Linked DNA regions of Gossypium hirsutum: region 2 is linked to region 1. The links are chromatin contacts, called in public Hi-C maps. All regions are on one chromosome and are shown on one strand. Each heading gives the region's core, a stretch centred on a gene start, on an enhancer-like site or on the middle of the called end of the contact. The rest is flanking DNA. Distances are from core to core; before and after follow the strand shown. Region 1 holds the start of LOC107915460 (60S ribosomal protein L13a-4). Region 2 holds the start of LOC107914835 (transcriptional corepressor LEUNIG_HOMOLOG).

Region 1 (4,668 bases), core at 1,474-3,973:
TTTTTTAAAAGAAACTCTCTTGGTGATCGTGCGATAAAAATATCATTATAATAGATCTAAATTTAATATAGAATTTTAATGGTGTTAATAATTATTAGAAGTCACGTTAGCATTTTAATTAGAATAAAGTATGTAGATTAACTAATCATATTACAAATATTAGGGCAGCAAATTATGTTAAAAATTAAAGTGTAAAGATTAAGGGCTCGTTTAATTGTGTTTTTGAAAAGCATTTTGACTTTAAAGCTATGCTAAATAAACACCTTTTGCTTAAAAGTTTTTTGCTTTTGAAAGAAACTTTTGCTCAAATGGAGAAACTAAAAATTTTAGCTTTTCTTAAGCTAAAAGCACTTCTGAAAATTAATTTACTTTTTCATCTCTCCATTTTTTTTCTCCCCAAAACACACAATACTTTCATTTTCATTTTCTTTTTCTCTTTCAAAGCTGAAGTTCTCTTGTTCTCCCTTCTTTTCTATGTTCTTTGCTTTTTCCATTTTCTTCAAGGTTTTTACTATTCTCTCTTCTTTCTACTCTCATAATCTATCTTCTCATTTCAACTACCCATTTAATTTTTCGTTTTTCTCCCATTTCAGGTTAAACTTTTTTTAGTTGCTACTGAGTTTAGTTAATTTCCATTTTGAAGTTAACTTTTTCATTTCACCTGTGGTTTTTTTAGGTTTTCTATTTGGTTGTTGATTTTAATTCTTCTGCTGTTTTTTTCATTTAACTTTGATGCTTTTGCTGTTTTTTTCGCCTTTGATTTACTCCATTTCGTTCAAACTTGTGTTGATTTTCCAAAGCTTTATAATTAATATTACATAATGGATATTAGAATTGTTGTATTTATGGGGGGAATTTCAATAATGTTGAAAGGATTTGCTTTATTTTATTCAATTATGTTGGTTTAATATGAGAGGGAAATGATGTGGGAATCTGATGCCATTTCCCCTCATGATATTATGGCTAATATGATTATTTTGATGTGAAATGAGAGGGTTACAGTAATGTTCTAGTTGTAAAGAAGTAGATTCTTAAAGTCTAATTTGGATTCCATGAGAATCATTTAGCCTAAAGAACATTAATGGTTAGGGGTTGCAGTACCTTGAAGTTAGAATTATGAATTGAAGTATTTGCTTTATGCTCTGTTCAGTTGCTGAAACATGGGCTCCAAGATTAAAGTTCGACATCTTGTTCTTTTGAACTTAGGAATTCCAAATTTTTTAGCTTAATTTGGAGATTTTTCAATAATAATGGGCACAAGTTATGTATTATCTATGCTTAAATCATTAACATATTGTTTATGATTCATCAATCCTTGCATTTCTCATAGTGTATGTTCTGGTTGCGGCATTTAGAAGTGAATAGTCTCGAACTTTGCCCCTCTTTATTATATTTAAAAACCTTCAAATTTCTTTGTCTTTTTATCTTTATAATTTTTAAAATTTGTGTTTTTGCATATTTACAATATTACAGTTCATTTATTTTGATCAAATTATGTAATATTTACAATATTACCGTTTGTGTTTTTAAAGTGGGTAAAAAACATGTTATTGAAATGATGCAAATTTTATGGAATACGAAAATATTAACAGGACATATGAGAATATTATTGATTCATAAGATGTGCATGATGGTGAAACTGATGATAATGATGATGATGGTGAATCAAACAATTCAAGTGGTTTTGAAATGGAATTAACAAGAAATATTATAGCTTCTAGTTTAATGAATTCACTTTAAATTATAAATGCTAATGTAAGATTTTTAATATTTATATTTGGTATATATATAAATATTACCCCTTTTTGAAACTTTAAGCTAAATACATATAATATTTTAATTTGTTAGGTTTATGTTATCTATGTTATGTTAATATCCAATATGATTATATATTCAAATTACATTTTAAAATAAAATTATTAATTAAAAAATATTTCTTAAAATAATACAAATGTGTTAATATCTAATTTTATAAATAATTAATATTAATTATTTAAAAATATTTAATTTATATTTCATATATTAAAATATTAACATGTTATAATAAATTATTTTTTATATTCTTGTAAAAATATCATAATATTAACTAATTTGAACATTATTTAAATGTATATTTGTTACTTTATAATACCATATGTAAAATAGACATTTTATTTCTTAAAAATACTTTTTGACAGTAATACTATATACTTAAATATTAAACCAAACTTTTTAAAAGTATTTCTCAAAAGCACTTCTCAAAAACAATTTTTTACAAACACTTCTTAAAAGTACTTTTTCACAACACTTTTTAAAAACAATGCTAAACTAGCCCTAAATCTTAAATTTAAACGTAGTATTGAGACTAAATTTATAATTTGACTCTTTTTATATGACCTAACAAATAAAGAGATCAAAATTAAAATTTTACCATTAAATTTTTTGGATATAGAAATTTAATACCTAAATTTGAGTTTAATATATTACATAATTTTTAATATTATATTAATTATTACGAGATTAAATAAAAATATATATCATACAAATTAAAATATATTATTAAAAATATAAAAATAATCAAAATCTAATTGAAGTTTAAAAAATACATGATTAGTTATAAATTTTAAAGAGGGGAATTTCGGTAATTTTCTAGGAAAGTTGAAACTCTTCCAATCTCGTGGGGTTCAGATTATTTTGCTATTGAATATGCAAAGGGTTGGCAAAGGGTTGTAAATTTAGGTCAGAGTAGTTGGGCCTGAGTTAACCAAAGTCCATTCCTTTTCTCTTACATCATGTCTTTTTGTTTCTTAACCCAAAAACCAACCCTAAAAAAGAGCCTGTTAAAAACCCTAGAGGCTGCAACCAACATAATTTTGTTGGAAGGGCGGCAGCGGCAGCAGCAGCAGCAGCAGCTGGGCTAAGCTATCAAGCAAAGAAGAAGAGGAAAAGATGGTTTCAGGCTCAGGGATCTGCGCGAAGAGGGTGGTGGTGGATGCTAGGCATCACATGCTAGGAAGGCTGGCATCGATATTGGCCAAGGAGTTGTTGAATGGGCAGAAAGTAGTGGTGGTGAGATGTGAGGAAATTTGCATTTCGGGTGGATTGGTGAGGCAGAAGATGAAGTACATGAGGTTCTTGAGGAAGCGTATGAACACTAAGCCTTCTCATGGTCCCATCCACTTTCGTGCTCCTGCTAAGATCCTCTGGCGTACCATTCGTTGGTATGTTTCTGTTTTCATTTTATGATGGATATTTGGTTTATTGATTTCAAGTTTTTTGTATATGTTGTTGGAAAATCTTGCAAAGAATGAAGAGGAAGTTGCGTGCTGTTTATGTTTGATAATAAAAAGTTCAGATGGATTTTCTGATTCCTCATTATTCATTTAAGAAATGGAAAGTACGAATGTGCTTGAGGTTATTATCTGTGAGTTAAGAGAATACAGCTGTGAAGATCTATGGATCTTATGGTGCAAAGGGTGTTTTGATTCATTATATATGAAGTTTACACTCACTGCATTTTCAGTTGTGATGTAGTTTTGTTAAGTGTTGTGAATGGTGCATGAAGTATGGTGTGATGGTTGCTCACTTTGTCCCTTAATCATGTGGTTGAGTTCAATTCTTGCTTATGGAAATCAAGCACATTTCATGGTCAGCTGTTTACCTCTTCAGAGAGCATTCGTGATGAGGGGATTAGTCACTACTGTTAGCGGTGGATACTCTGGGTCAGAACAAAAAAAATGGTACATTAGCTATGTTTAGGTGTTAGAACCTTTATATCGTGCAAGATGCTAAAAAGTGCTTGCTTGACTGAAAGGAGCTCATTGAATATTTGCGTATATACAATTCTGATAATAAACTCCGAAGAGTAGTTTAGTTTATCCTACAATGCTTGCAGAGTTTTCTTTTTCCTTTGTGGTCAATATACATTATTTCTTTATGGTTCACATATATTGTTGAGTACTTGAATATTGAGAAGTAGATAGTTCATTTATTCCTTTTCTTACTAGTAAAAGTATGGTGAATGGAATAAATTAAATATGAAGGTGCACACCTTAACTATGCTGCTTATGATTATTTATATTTGTTTTTTATTGCAGTATGATTCCTCACAAGACTAAACGTGGAGCAGCAGCTCTTGCTCGCTTGAAGACTTATGAGGGGATTCCTGCACCTTATGATAAGATGAAGAGGATGGTTATTCCTGATGCTCTCAAGTGAGTTTTTGGTGGTCAATTTCTTATCCGCAAATTAGATTTCCTTCACTTGCATTGATCACTGACTAGTTATGTACAATGATTTAAAATTCTTCTTGGTTTTTAAATTAGGGTTTTGAGGCTTCAGAAAGGACACGAGTACTGCTTGTTGGGCAAGCTCTCATCTGAGGTTGGATGGAATCACTATGACACTATCAAGGTGAAGACTGATATTTGGCTTGTTTTCATTTAAAGTTCATCAACATAGAACGTTGTTTATTACATTGTTATAACCTAAAAGCTTTTTTGCTGAACGCTTTAATCCTAGTAAACTCCAAGAAGGTTTTTATAGAACGAGATCTTACATGCAAGCAAGAGAACATCACTTTTTGTTTTGTACTCATCCTATGTTGCTCAGTCTCTGGTTTGAAGGTTGGGATCTGATTTGAGCATGCATGCTCGACTTTTCCCAACTTTTTTTACCATGTATTGCTGA
Region 2 (4,668 bases), core at 728-3,227, 140 kb before region 1:
CTTCATTTATTAACATATATTTCAATTCCAAAATATTTTACAATTAATACCCTTTTACTTTTCAAAATTACACAATTACCCCAAACTTTTACCATTTTTGCAATTTAGTCCCTTAACCCGAAATTCATCAAATTAACCATTTTTATAAATTAAATATTTTATCCAAATATACTAGGCTCTCAAAAAGCCCCTAATAAATATCAAATTCTCTATTAAACCCTAAAATTTTGACATTTTCATAATTTAATCCTAAAATTAAAATTTAACAAAAATCACTTTACAAAATCATCACACAACACAATAAAAGCTCCAAATACATGATATTCATCAAAAACATCCAATATTCAACAATGGAAACTTCCAAAATTTTTAACAGAATCAAAAACGAAGGTACGGGCTAGCTAGACCTAGTTGCAACGATCTCAAAAACATAAAAATTACAAGAAAACGATTCAATTTCCTTACCATGCAAAGATAAAAGATGGAAAAAAAAAGCTTCCTAGGTCATCAAGAAGAGAAAAATGAGAAAAATAAACCTTTTGTTTCAATTTGTTTCTTTAATTTTGAATAAATTACAAAATTACCATTAAAACCTTTTATTTTATCATTTTCCTTTAATTAGCCGTCCCACTACTTAAATTAAGGCTTAATTATCCCTTAAATTCTTTTACTTAAATTAAGGCTTAATTATCCCTTAAATCCTTTCTCAAATAATAATTAACCATTTAATCACCTAAATGCTAAAATTAACAAGTTTTGCACCTTTTTCAATTTAGTTCTTTTTCTTTAATTAACTATCTAGACGATAATATTTTTAAACCAAATTTTAATATGACTATATTGACTCTATAAATATTTTAAAAATAATATTTACAAGTTGACATGACGGAAATTTGTGGCCCCGAAACCACTGTTCCGTCACCACTAAAAATCGGGCTGTAACAAAATATGAAACTTGCATTTAGATATATTTTGCTAGGGGCTTTAGGGATTTGAGAAAGAAAAAAACAAAATAAAATTTGCAAACAAAATTTTGGATAAAACAACATGAAGTTGTTGATGTGATTGAAAGTATTCATCAAAGGTAAAAACAAATGAGTTTTAGTTTGAAAATTTTAAGATTTTTATAAAATAAAAATTTAGAAGAAATATTAGTTTACCTTTTTTTTAGTTTTAGTTTTAAGAATTTTTTAGATTTATACATATTTAAAAATATTTTTTTTTATTTTTTTAAAATTATGATTTTTAATTTTTTTATAATAATTTTTAGTCTAATATTTTTTTTAAAGAATTTGTTTACAATTATTGTTAAGAAAACTTTAAAAATATTAAAAATATTTTTTAATTATAACTGAGAAACCAAATTAACTGTTAACTTTTTGAATTAATGTACAATATTACTTTTTTTAACGAAAATTAGCAATCGAGTGATAAAAATATAACAAATTGATAACATTAGTAACTATTATGTAGTATTTGAAAGTTGGGTGATCGAAATATAATTTTAAATAAAATTTGAGAATAATTGATGTAATTTACCCTAAAAATATTTATATATATTTATAAATCGAATCAAATTCGTGCATGTTTTATATTGGTTAATTTTTTAAGGTTTATCTTATTTATTTTTTATATCATTAACTTTTTATAATTAGTTTTAATTTATTAAAATTCATTAATCTAATTTTTATTTTAAATTTATTCATTCATAATAATCAGAAATATAAACATTTTAAAAATATTCCAAAATTTAAAATTTTTATCGAAATGCAGTCTAAGAAATTAGGGAAGTGTTGTGAGATTAGGAATTCTTTTTCATATTAAATTACCTATTTATATCAAAAAAAGAAAAAGAAAAGAAAAAACTTAGAAGTATATATAAAAGCATGTGGTGGGTCCTTTTGCTGACGTGGTGTGTGAGAACTGAGAAAGTCCGAACCAACTATTCTGAACTTCAAGGACTCCAAACCTGAGGTTTGTTGAGTCAGATCCCGAGTACCCGAATCTCTGGTTTGGATCTTATTCAAACTCTCCCTTTTGGCCATTTTCACTTATGTTAACTATCATAGATATCAAATCAACTTATTAAAAGGAAAACCCTAATTCCATTTATAGCTTCCTTTTCTGAATTCATAAGGTCTTACCTTTTTCCTTCTTCTTTAATTTAATCTCATCTTTTATTAAGATGCTTTATGGAAATTTATGATTTTTTTTAAATTGTTTCTTATTGAATGCAGAAACCAATATTAGATCGCTTCTTCACTAGGTCAAGAGTGGTAATGCAGGCTTTGATCTATTGACTTGATCCGTTGAATTGCTCCCTTTAAGGTTAGTTTTGATCAACGTAGTTTCATGTTTTACAATTATAATATCTTGTACTAAATTTGTAAACTTTTTTGGTAAATCGAATTTTTAATTTAACCCTACATCAATTTTGCTTTGCTTTGTTTTGAACAGTTAATTAATTTGTTTTTGAGCTGAAACGATGGCGCAGAGTAATTGGGAAGCAGATAAGATGTATCTATATGATATTTCAGAAAATGAATATTATTTTTAGTTTAATTTGATTCCTTTACTTCTATTTAAATTTTGGTTGGCAGGCTTGATGTTTATATATATGATTATTTGGTAAAGAAAAAACTGCATGTCACTGCAAAGTCCTTCATGACAGAAGGGAAAGTCGCCCCGGATCCAGTAGGTAAGAATTGGTTTTGACTATGTACAATTTCTGTTAGTTAATTCATGACATTGTGTGACTGAAGATTTTATGCAGAAATGGAGTTCTTATATGAATCTGTTTTTACCTAAGTTACATTGACTTTTGACTTTACCTAAAAGTACCTTGTCGTACTTTTCTTGGGCATTTTAAATGGGTATGCCATTTAGATTCTTAACATTAATGTAAGAAATGCCAAATTAATGGTCGTAATGGAGGGGGTAATTTTTCTTTGGAATTAAAGGTTATACTTTGCTTGGTTATGTTGTAATTGTGTAGCATATTGTTGGTTGAGGGAATCTGGTTTTACAAGTGATTTATTGAGGACTTGCTTGTTTACCCAGCGATTGATGCTCCCGGTGGGTTTCTTTTTGAGTGGTGGTCTGTCTTTTGGGACATATTTATATCGAGAACAAATGACAAGCATTCAGAGGCTGCTGCAGCATACATAGAGGTGACTTCTTACAACTTTAGCAAGTATTATTGTAAGTACCTTGTCATTTCTTCAATTTATACCAAATGATTTGAACCATTATGGATTTACTTACAGGCACAACAAATCAAGGCAAAGGAGCAACAGCAGTTGCAGATGCAGCAGTTGCAACTGATGCGTCAAGCTCAGATGCAACGCAGGGATCCTAATCATCCTTCTTTAGGTGGTCCTGTAAATGCAACTGGCTCTGAAGGAATGCTAGGGCAGTCAAATGCAAGTGCATTGGCAGCAAAAATGTATGAAGAGCGCATGAAACACCCAAATGCAATAAATTCAGAGACATCCCAGCCACTTCTTGATGCTAGGATGGCCCTCTTAAAATCAGCTACAAATCATCCTGGGTAAATATACTTGTACATTTTAGGTAAGGTATTTTGTCTATTGCGATTAACATTTTTCTGGTTAATGACAAATCAAAATTGTCTCTGATGCAGTCAGTTGGTTCAAGGAAATCAAGGAAGTGTAACTGCAGCATTGCAACAAATTCAGGCATTGATTCTACTAACTTTTTTTTGCTACTTGGAAAAAGTTCTTTCTGTATTTGCTGCAACATTTTGCAATCAATCTCTTTCTGTTTTCTTGAACTAATATATATATATATATATATCCTTGCAGGACATTAAGGGTGATGTGAATTTGGGCGGTCCACAGAGAGCCATGCCCATGGATCCCTCCTCAATTTATGGACAGGGAATCATGCAGTCAAAACCTGGAATAGGAAATACAGGTACTCTTTGTAACTACTGGTGTTATATTCACTTTGCACCATTCACCTTGCTGCATACTAATGAGTTTCATTTCCATAACCTAACTTCTAATTACCTTGTCATGGATTTATTGATTTACTATAACATTATGTCATTTCCATTCAGCCTCTACAAAAATTTTTATATTTGGTTTCATCACAGTCCATCTTATCTTTCCTACCTTATTCAACTCACGTGCTTCTAAATTTGGCCAATATGATCCCAAAAGTTTCAAAAGGAAAGCTAGTAGGTTAGGTGTTTGCTTGTGGGCTACTGCAAGATATGCTTAGTGCGCTGTAACTTAAGATAATTGGGTGATTCTCTAGTTTGGCACTGTCGTTTGCTAAATCTAGCTACTCTAAAAAAATACTGCATGAAGTTGCTGTTTCTATTTTGTCTGGTTTATTTCTCTTTTGAAATGAAGGCACCATATATAATAACTTTTGGTTCTGTAGTTTATTAAATCGAGGCATTCTTGTATATATTCTTATATTTCCATGCTTACTTTTCTTCTTTAAGGTTTGAACCCTGGAGTTGGTAGCCTTCCGTTGAAGGGTTGGCGATTAACCGTAAGCTTTAAACTAGACTTGTGTCCTTAATTTTTATTTTCCATATTTGGGTTATTGTCCTTAATTGACTCTGTCCTATTTTACAGGGCATTGATCAAATTCGGCCAAATTTAGGTGCTCAAGTGCAAAAGCCATTCATACAGA

The links. Hi-C and Micro-C count contacts between places; a contact is called where the count stands out from the background.
Region 2: a Hi-C map of leaf shows a contact between it and region 1, with 2.2 times the contacts expected there. The contact joins the promoter of LOC107914835 here to the promoter of LOC107915460 in region 1. A contact is called at or near these places in 13 of 34 Hi-C or Micro-C datasets (anther, callus, hypocotyl and 2 more).

What each region holds. Positions count from the first base shown.
Region 1 is chrD10:29,456,724-29,461,391 of Gossypium_hirsutum_v2.1, reverse strand. It overlaps LOC107915460 (60S ribosomal protein L13a-4), which reads left to right and starts at 2,723. Exons shown (of 4, transcript XM_016844618.2): 1 at 2,723-3,200; 2 at 4,077-4,193; 3 at 4,305-4,392. The coding sequence starts at 2,929.
Region 2 is chrD10:29,592,660-29,597,327 of Gossypium_hirsutum_v2.1, reverse strand. It overlaps LOC107914835 (transcriptional corepressor LEUNIG_HOMOLOG), which reads left to right and starts at 1,977. Exons shown (of 20, transcript XM_016843880.2): 1 at 1,977-2,137; 2 at 2,238-2,328; 3 at 2,458-2,517; 4 at 2,601-2,698; 5 at 3,061-3,170; 6 at 3,267-3,550; 7 at 3,644-3,698; 8 at 3,825-3,936; 9 at 4,475-4,524; 10 at 4,611-4,668. The coding sequence starts at 2,486.